Regions from separate parts of the Xenopus laevis genome. Here region 1 is linked to region 2. A link is a contact called in public Hi-C data. All regions are on one chromosome and are shown on one strand. The core of a region is the stretch at or near the end of the contact, and the rest is flanking DNA. Distances in the headings are between cores, read along the strand shown. Region 1 has its middle 15 kb from the start of LOC108701616. Region 2 holds the start of ntn3.L (netrin-3).

Region 1 (5,397 bases), core at 806-3,305, 120 kb after region 2:
TTTTTAAAATTTTATTAAGGTTTCCCGGGCTTGTGTAGTGTAATGTATTTGCTGCAACATATACGTCCATTGAATTTTAACTTCTCGCCGTATGAAAATTAGGAAACACTAGCGCAACTTTGCTTGGCGCAGTAATGCTAGTGCAACTTAGCCATCGTTCAGCGCCCTGGACGCAACTTCGGATTTTAGTGAATTAGTGTTGTCCTGGCGAATCTACACCTGGTGAAGTGTTGCGCTGTGAGCGAAGCCGTCGCTGGGGAGGTTAGTGAATTTTCCCCAAAATGAGGAGAGACAGATTCTGAGAGAGGAATAGTGAAGATAAACGTGATTATTACAGAAACGGTACAGAATTTTTAATTGATTGTATTTAGAAAGTCTCTTATTTCAGTTTGCTGAAGCTAATATTACATTTTAATTTTCACGATAGTTCCCCTTTAAAGCGAATATGTATAAGTACTGATGTTAGAAGTTCAACACTCGAACTCCCCTCTCCCTATGAGCACGTTCCCCTCTCCCTATGAGCACGTGTTTTGTCAAGGGTGTCTGACCAGTCACAAACATGGAAAATAAACCATTCAAATCACACATGTATAATGTCAAAAGGAGCCATGAAGTCACCGAGACCCACTTGCTGTGTCAGCAACACCCGGAAATCTCCTGAAAACAATGAAAAACACTGAAGCTATCCGAGTAAAAACACTGAGAGAGGAATAAATGATTGAAGGAATAATGAAGCATTAATTGGACGGCACCTCACTATTTATTCCATCTGTATATATAATACATTCCATGCATATAGATATATATACTCTACCTGCTTTGTGCATAAATACGGATATACTAAATCTGCCCACGCTGTACCTGTATATACAAATAGTTGGCCTCATTTTCCGGGCTCCCTCCCAGGCATTAAATTCTCCAAAACTGTAAGAAAATAAGGAGCATTTTTTCCCCTGCAGTCTCTATTTATTTAACCGAGAAAAAGTTTACACAGCTTGTGAGGGATACTGGGTTGGGCCTGACTCAAATCAGTTTTCTAACCTTCTGATCGCCAGGTTAACCCATTCAGTTAAAGGAAGGTCAGATTCAGCTGAATTGCGATAACATACAGGATAATCCAGGTACGACATATGATATTTTTCCTCTTTACCTTAAGAATTTCAGTTTTATTATCTTTCTTTTACACACAGGTGCATTTTCCCGGTGAGTGTTTGGAATCTGCAACTGCTGCCCCTAGGGTGTGTTCTTTCTCCATAAAAATATAAAGGAGAAGAAAGGCATCAACACAGTGGTACTTCTGAGGCCTATTTATTCCTGGGTAGGGCATTGGCCAGGACACTGATTCAGTATAAGCACCTGGCAGAGGATGACATTTGAATGAATGACAAGAAGACTGTAATAAATGGGCAAAAAGGGCTCTTTCACCAGGGCCCTCTTGAGGACAGGGGCCCTACCGGACTAATTCTGCCACCTGTCTTGATTTGAAATAGACAGCCTTGTTTTAGTCCAATTCAATGTTGCCGTGTCCTGTCACATCACTGTTACGTTTCTTCACACCAACTAATGTGGGTATGTGAATACGGTTTACAGCTATGCTATACGCTTGCATGTAAAGCAGAAGGCATTCTGGAAAGGAAATCCTAATAAATCCAATTCAATGAAGTACCCTATAGGCTAAAGCTTACACACTGGGGTTAAAGAGCACAGGGGCAGCTGCTTAGAAAATTCATCAGTGTAGCGCAGGAAAACCATTTGGATGCAAAGCATTAATAATGCTGGGAAGAATAACTTGGCTGTGCGTTAAAACCCAATGAGGGTACATTTGCACCAGGGCAGTTACCCAAAGCAACCAATCAATGATTCGTTTTTTTTCCAGGATGAACATTGAAAGCAATCATCTGATTGTTGCTATGGGTTACTGCCCATTTGCCCAGTGTTTATAAATGATCCCGTGGGTGAGCTTAGCCTATACGATATTCTACAAAAATCTAAAAGCAAAACTGGGTTTCCATAAACCCACCTGGAGAGGGTCTCTTCACTTTGATTTTCAAGCTTCCTTGGAGCCACAGATAATGGAATGTGACAAGGAATTTTAGGGTGTTTGAAACACATGCCAATGCCTAGAATGGACAATTCCTCCCGAAAGGTGGCCATACACAACAAGATCCGATTGTTTAGCAAGGTTGACAAACGAGCTGATCTTTCCCCGACAAACAAACGGATTACAACAATGGAAATGGGCATCGATGGGACGTGGACCACATCAACTAGCCAATGTGGTCCTCAATCGCAAGGGAACATCAAAACTGCCTAATTTTTGGCCAGATATCCATCAGGGAGGCTTGTCGGAACTCCCCATACACGGGCAGATAAGATGCCAAATCGGTCTAAAGGACCTATATCGGCATCTTAAATCTGTCCGTGTAGGGCCACCTTAAAGGGGACCCGTCACACAAAAAAATTATTCAAAATCCTATTTTATCACATTAGTCAAGCAAAATGAACTTTAATTACACTATATAAATTATTTGAATCTTGCTTCCTTCAGTCTGGGAATTCATAATTATAGCAAGCAGGCAGCAGCCATTTTGTGGACACTGTTATTAAGGCAAGCCTTGTATCATCTCAGAATATTGTTTGTGCACCAGAATGGGGGACCTGATGTCCATCCCCATGCCCTGGCTACACATTTAAATGGTAAAGAGAACAGGGGAATATGTTGATGTGCTGAATGGAAAGTGAAAGTAATTGTCTGCCCTGCCTCTATGCCCAGGGTACAGAGGAGGAGCAGACAATATTTGATTGACAGCTGAGATTTTTAAATGAGCTTACAGCAGCTATGAATGCTATAATAAAAAATAGAAATTGGATTTCATGTTTAATTTGAAAAGGACTTTTATAATACAGATTTTTGTGTCTGGGTGACAGGTCCACTTTAAAGCAGTGATTCCCAAACTGTGAGACTGACGTCCTTGAAGGGGGGAGGCAGCTGCAAGGAAGCTGAGCCTGAAGGCCAGTTGGTAAGATTAGGGAGAAATGGTTTTTGCTCTCCTAGAAACACCTGAAAACCTAACTTCAAGTTAGTGTGAAATATGGGGTATTCTTAAAACTCACACTGGAAATCAGTCAGACACAGTACATTATAACAATACAGTAGTTTGCAAAACATGGTTTGGGAATGAGCAGAGGGACTGTAGAGGCATCACAAGCAAGTGACTTGGATGGAATTTTACCAACATAGGTTGCTGCCCTTCGGTCCACCATATTTTCAAAGGACCACATGAACTATTGAGGCCTGAGAGCCTTTTATCATTGTTATCTTCTACAGTGTGGAAAACATTTTTCACATATTGGCTGTATCGTGAAGCCCATCAGGATTAGGTATTGTAACAGATATGGTTAACCATAAACTGCATGTATTGTATTTCTGGATATTGAATTATAGAGCAAGGGATCAGGCTGCATACTCTCCTCCCCTTTCTCTTCACTAAAATGCCAGTGCTCGCCCCATCCCTGGTCCTACTCACTGTCTCCTTTTATAGTATTAAAGTCTGTATGCAGCAACATTCCTGGCACACACAGCCGGCCTCACCCCTTCCTCCTCTCTGATCTTGCATAGTGCAGCTTTCAGCCTCAGGGGCCCTTCCATCCAATCAAAGGCTCATTCACCTCTTGGGCATAGCTTCTGGACACAGACTTTAAAGGAAAACTATACCCCCAAACAATGTAGGTCTCTATTAAATTAGATATTAGATAAATTATATATTGCATAAAACAGTTCATATGTAAAAGCCTGCTTCATGTAAATAAACCATTTTCATAATAATATACTTTTCTAGTAAATTGCCCATTGGGCAATCATAAATAGAAAATTGCCATTTTAAAAAATAAGAGCCGCCCCCTGGCATCATATGATTCACTGTGCACACAAACATACCAAACAAACCATACATGTTAGGTCACATGAGCCAATTAACAGACAGAGTTCTGTCTTTTGCTTCCACACTTCTTCCTGTTACAGTTAGAGCTGTAGTATTTCTGGTCAGGTGATCTCTGAGGCAGCACACAGACCATCACGAAATGGTGGTTCAGGGCAAGAGATGTAAAAAGGGCAATATTTACCTAAATATATATTCCAGTTTGGTAAGATTCTTTAATATGCCACTTAATATGTATGTAAGCTATCTGTTGCTTAAGTGTTAATTTTGGGGGTATAGTTTTCCTTTAAGAGACATTGCTTGCTCCTATCCACTTCCATTCCCCTCATTTACCTTCTGCCACTTTTGTCTACAGTCTGGCCCGGATCATTTGCCATTACAAACTATGTTCATACCTCCAAACATTTTGGAAATAAAAAGAGGGACAAAAATGTTGTAGTGCGGCAAAAATTTTTGACCATACCCATTTTTGTAGCCACATCGCCTAATTACCATGTTCATTTTACAAAATTTGGCAGGTTATGAAAGTTTGAACATATTTCTGTTTTTTTTTTAGTTATTACAGTTTTGCTAATGAAGGTGAATTGCCCTTTAAATTGTGAGTCTACTTTTCCCAAGGGACCTGTTATCTTATATTGTTACAATTACTTATTTCCTTATCTTGAAATTGTTACAAAAGTATCTTATAAGTAGATGTGGCTGTTCTGGGCTCTCTGCCAAATTAAATTAAGTGAGAACTTTCTTTTTCTGGCTGTTCAGTGCAGTGAAAACCGGGACTTTCCAGTACACATGAGGGACTGCGGGTTAAACTGTCAAAAGAGAGGCCGTCCCTCTAAAAACAGGAGGTATCCTATGTTGCAGATAAAACAAAGGACAGTGTAGCATATTATCACCCAATATCAGGATATTCTATGATTTGTTATTACCACTGCTCTTTTATAGGGTCTTTTTCCTTTAAAATGCTCTGTATTTATTGCTAATCGATTATATTTTTTCCACCCTCTAATTCCTTCTATGTTCCCAAAAAATTTCTTTTGCACATACATTTTAAAAACTGTGTATGCAGGTCAGAATAAATGCAAAATGTTGTATTTCTGCATGCATTTGCCTCAAAATGTGTGTGCACGCACAAATCCGCGGCTTAGAGGGAACATTGCTTATATACCTATACCTATCCCTGCTCTATTATTAGTCCTTCACCTGCTGTATAAATGCCATATGCCTTAACCTGCTGTATTATACACCCAAATACCTATAGCTACCAGGTATATATTCCTGTCCTTATAGATCCATCTGTGCAGCCACAGTAATCTTGCTAATAAGGCCTTCCCCTTAAAAAAAACCTATTCTTCCTCTATTACAGGACTACATGGCTGCCATCAAGAGGGTACCGGGGGTACTACACAGTCAGGGGCCCCCTGGCAAAGGGGAGCCCCTAGAGACCCACAGTTTATGGTTT
Region 2 (5,160 bases), core at 779-3,278:
ACTAGAGAAAAAAAAAATGTCGTTTTTAAAAAAAATATATATATATTTCGGCACTAGGACCGTGCTGTGTAAATGAGCCAGAAAACACAGGGTTTCTTTGCCTTTCACCTCAGGCCTGGGGTATGCATTATGACATACTTTTGGTGCAAAATCAGACTAATGCACTACTAAGGCACAGTTTACAATAACAATGTCCGTTGCCCAACCCACAACATGGAGCTGTGCCCGCAGAACAAAAGAACCAGCACAAATTCTCAGCTGACGGAATACAGCCGGAGATATTGTTCTGGAAAGGCAAAGTACAATTCTCTGACCCCCCATTTTTTAAGCTGCTGGCGACTCGCTTTCTTCTTGACCTGCAAACACCAAGCTAATTGTCACTAATTCCTTGTTTAATTATGGAAATCCTTCTCCAATAGGCCAGTGTAGAATAGGGGGAAAAAAGCCCATTAGCACCTTGTACAAAGGAACTCAACATAACGGTATTCACAGTATTGGCAGGAGCCTGCCGGCACACAATAAGTTTCATCTATCATGAGGAAGTCATCCCAGATGCATGTGTATATGTGTGTGTGTTGTGTGTGTGTATTACAGAAGGCAACCATTTTGGTTCAAGCCTTCAAGGTCCAACATTAGGTCAAGGCCCTGGCTCATAACCAGGTTACAGATATATGGAAGCGTTGCTGTTTCAGCCACATCTTAAAGAAATATCTAGGGCAGCAAATAAGTGTTCACCCCAAATCAAATACCCTGGGCTTCCACGAGTATCTAGAATTGGAAAAAACCCTACTCCCCTATATCTCACCCTAACTGCCTACCCACAGTCTCCTGCTTTTGGCCAGGTTTGGAGACCACTGCTTCACATGACATTCAGGGTTCATATTCAATATGGCGGAACAACAAGGATTGGCCAGATCCAAGATTCAGCTCATTCCTACCTAGGGTTGCCACCTTTTCCGGAATTAAATACTGGCCTTCATATATATTTATCTTTTTTTCCCTATTAATAACATTGGGATCAACCATCATTCTTACCGGCCAGACCGGTGAAATACCAGCCAGGTGGCAACCCTATTCCTATCAAACACACCCAGATATTATTCTTAAAGTTAAGGGCGTTGGATCATTTACATGTATAAGTTTCAGCCATTGGCCGCTGACTGGAGGTATAGGAACTGCCTGAATGGCTGGAATGCAAACTAGGAACTGGACTGAATGCAATCACCATTCAATAGACATACAAATACCTTTTAAGCACCACAATGTATTTTGTACCACTAGATGGTGTTGTTCTACAGAAGCCCAGTTCTGCATATGAAAGATTTCTAAAGGTGAGACACAATCTTTGATGACTTGATTAGCCGTGTGGTGCTGATTGTCTCCCAGATCCATAGCAACCAGTATGGCAGTTTAGACTTGCAGGAATTAACATGTATATGGAGATACATGTGTCACTTCCAGTCCAGAATACCCTGAGCCAATATGTTCTCTTTAGGGAATCATTTATCAACACTGGGCAAATTTGCCCATGGGCAGTAACCCATGGCAACCAATCAAATTGCTGCATTCATTGTTGTATTTGTAGCTGGCTTTAAAAAGCTAATCACAGGTTGCTATAGGTAACTGCCCTTGGGCAAATTTGCCCGGTGTTGATAAATGAGCCCCAAGTTCATGAAGAGAGTGTAAGTTTAAGTAAGTAAGTAAAGAGCAGAGTGCAATACAGCACACGGGGTACACCCATACGCCTGGCAGGTGAAGTGCTGGAGAAAACCATATTTCCCAGCAGGTTTCAATAAACTGCACAATCCTTATTAAACAGCTGCTTTTCCTATTGAATCATAGCTCTAAAGTGTTTCTTCTCCCCTATTTTTCTCCTTCGTGGTGAGTATCTGAAGCACACACACACACACACACACACACATACACACACACTTGCTGGGGACCCCCCTCCTTTCACACCGTAGAGCCTGGGAAGGAGTGATACTTCAGGGTGGGAGGGGGAGGGATAACTAAAGAAAAGTGTAATGCCTTGAAGTGGTAGAGCAGAGGAAGCACAGGGCTATGTAACACATCTCAGGCTGCTCTGCATAACTCAGCATCTACCAGGGTGACCCTCTTACTAGAGATCTCTTTCTCTTTCACCCGCCGTTCCTTTAATTAACTCGCAGCACCTTATTTAACCCCCTGCATGCCTTTTTACTATAGTCTCATCTTTCTTCTATTTCACCCCTTTTTAGGATAGTTTCCCCCTTTTCTCCAACTCCTATCTGCCTGCACTATAGCAGAGACAATCGCAGGCGGTTATAAAGGAAAAAAGTGCTTTTTCTGAGACAATTTGCAGGAATACAGCATTGCACCTCTATTGGATGTGCCGGGCCTTCATACAACCCCGGATAATACCCCGGAGCGGAGGATTAAAGAGCAAGAGGAGTACCTGTCTTCTAACTGTAAGTGACTAAATGAATTCTGTCCCTTGGATGACATGTAAAATATTTCTTCTTGTATCCAGCTAGAAAATCACTGCATATGCATTAATATTTATCAGTTCAACTAATATTGTAAAAATACATTGTGAATGTTCCTTAAATTCGGAGTTCTCCCCCCCCCCCCGGTCTCTGTGCCATGCTAGTGCTCAGGTCACAGGTTATATAGTCTGAAAGCAAATAAAATACGTTGTTACCATCCAATTAATCCCACTATAATTAAACCTTTTCTGAAAACGTCGGCTTTTCCCAAATTTCCAGCGCAAATTTTTTTTTTCCTTCCCCTCAAACTATTATTGCTATAATGCACTGCAGATCACTGGGGGAGTTAATAATACTTCCATTAAAACTTTTCTGAAATCGTCGGCTTTTCCCAAATTTCCAGTGCAATTTTTTATTTTTAATTCCCCCAAACTATTATTGCTAAATGCACTGCAGATCAATGGGGGAGTTAATAATACTTTCAGAAATTATCCTTTTAATTGATAAAAATGGATATTTCTTTTGGTCTTAATATTTTTTATAGTTTAAATACATTTAAAATAAAAGCTTTTATTAACAGGTATTTCTAGTCTGTGATTAAACCCAACTGTGAATGTAGAATACATATTGTACATGGGCGCAACCTGTTAAACTGCACTGCAATGTATATGATTTGAGATCAAGTGTCAACTGAAAGGAGAATAAACCCAGTTTGGATGTTTTAGGAAAGGGATCGGGATACAGAGTTTCTAGATATTGGGGGAATAGAGACAATATTGTAGGATATACTGGAGTTCACTGGAATCCTATAGGCAATTTGCACTGCACATATTACAGGTATGGGATCCATTATCTGGAATCTGGAGTCCTTTTGTGCTACTGAAAAAAAATGTTAAACATTTAAAAAACCTTATAGGATTGTTTTGCCGCCAGTGTGGATTTATGAAGTTTAGTTACCATCAACAACAAGCTTCTGCCCTATTATTACAGATAAGAAGAAACCATTAAAATATATTAATTGCTTACTTAAAACAGAACACGATAAGTAATGGACTTCCTGTATTTCAGGAGCTTTTGGATAACGGGTTTCCAGATAATAGATACCATACCTGTAATATAAAAGATTTTTAACAGCCAATCACCGGGCTGGAGAAGGATAAGTGGTTTTTGCACGGGGATGTGCAGCCGTTGCCCCTTGCAGGGAATAAAGACTTGAGAGTCATTTCCAAATCAATGCCCTTTCCGCCCCCCCCCCAACTTGGCCCGGGTCAGTTAACACCAGATTAGAAAGCTAATAGGCATGATTAACAAAGGTTCAAATGATATTAATGAGAAACGTATTTTTTTGGATGGGCCTTCCATGAAAAGAACTTAAACAGCAGTGAATGGGGGTTAATTGAATCTGCGTAATGAGCGACAATAAAAAGCTAAAGAATTATCACTTTCCAGTGGAAAGTGGATTGTCCATTTCCTTTCCCAAGCAAACATCTTCACTCTCATTCCAAAAAGGGCTAAATGCATATTGTGGATTAAAAAAAAAGTCACATTATCATTTTAGCTGAATGGACTTTTTTTTAGAAAAAAAAGGTAAAAAGACAAAACTGGGGTACCACCATAGCAATACCAGTGGGTATAAATGGAAACTATCACTTTAAATCTCAGTTGTGCGGGTTTTATTGCCTTAGACGTATTCATTTCGTATTCAATTGTCAATTAAGTGATTTGTTGACAAACCCCCAATCTGGGATTTAATTCTGTGCAAATTAATCCTGACATTTAGACAGTGGGTAGGCCGTCCCCCTTATCTATGCTTAAATTAATTATATAAAAGGAGAAAGATATTTGTCTGGACACAGATATTTAACATTTAGACAGTTGACCAAAGCTACACTGAATGTTTGAAGATAGATAGATAATAGATAGAGATAGATAGATAGATAGATAGATAGATAGATAGATAGATAGATAGATAGATAGATAGATAGATAGATAGATAGATAGATAGATAGTGAGAGTGAGTGAGTGAGTGAGTGAGAAAGAGAGTGACAGAGAGAGAGAGCGAGAGAGAGAGAGAGAGAGAGAGATGATAGATCGATGATAGATAGATAGATAGATAGATAGATAGATAGATAGATAGATAGATAGATAGATAGTGAGAGTGAGTGAGTGAGTGAAAGAGAGATAGAGAGAGAGAGAAAGAGAGGGAAAGAGAGAGAGAGAGAGAGTGAGAAAGAGAGAAGGAGAGAGAAAGAGAGGAGAGAGAAAGAGAGAGAGATCGTGAGAGTGAGAAAGAGAGATAGATAGATATGATTATAATATGGATTTATAATGTACCCAGATTACAGAAATGTACCAACATTAAAGTCAGGTGATTCCATTAGGGGGCGCTGTTCATCAGTAACTCAGCTCCATGATGAAAGCCGCAGGGTTCATTTATCTGTTACTTCGAATATTGTGGTGCAGGCTAATTTTTTATTTCATTCCTGGAAAAAAAACATTTCCGCTTTAAAATAGGGTGGAAATTCAGCAAAATAAGGCAAAAGCAGTGCTGATGTTTCCCTAAATGTAATACCTATGCCCCATGCTTTCAGCTGAATTATGGGAAATCTTCATCAGAGCAGAGCTCCAACTTCACATCAATGTACCTAAATCGAGTGCTGTCACCATGAATGACCCCTTTATATTATCAGCTGGT

What was found. A called contact is a pair of places that touch in the nucleus more often than the background predicts.
Region 1: a contact with region 2 is called in a Hi-C map of the XL177 cell line, with 5 times the contacts expected there. The contact joins the enhancer-like site here to the promoter of ntn3.L in region 2. A contact is called at or near these places in 3 of 4 Hi-C or Micro-C datasets (the XL177 cell line, the XTC cell line and animal cap).

Annotation. Positions count from the first base shown.
Region 1 is chr9_10L:115,204,691-115,210,087 of Xenopus_laevis_v10.1, forward strand. No RefSeq gene overlaps it. Among protein-coding and RNA genes, the nearest start is that of LOC108701616, 15 kb to the right of the region's middle. Within about 2 kb of position 2,056, at least 1 of the 7 cell types and tissues checked has an H3K27ac peak or open chromatin away from gene starts, as enhancers often do.
Region 2 is chr9_10L:115,082,693-115,087,852 of Xenopus_laevis_v10.1, forward strand. ntn3.L (netrin-3) reads left to right here and starts at 2,029. Exons shown (of 7, transcript XM_018236481.2): 1 at 2,029-2,447.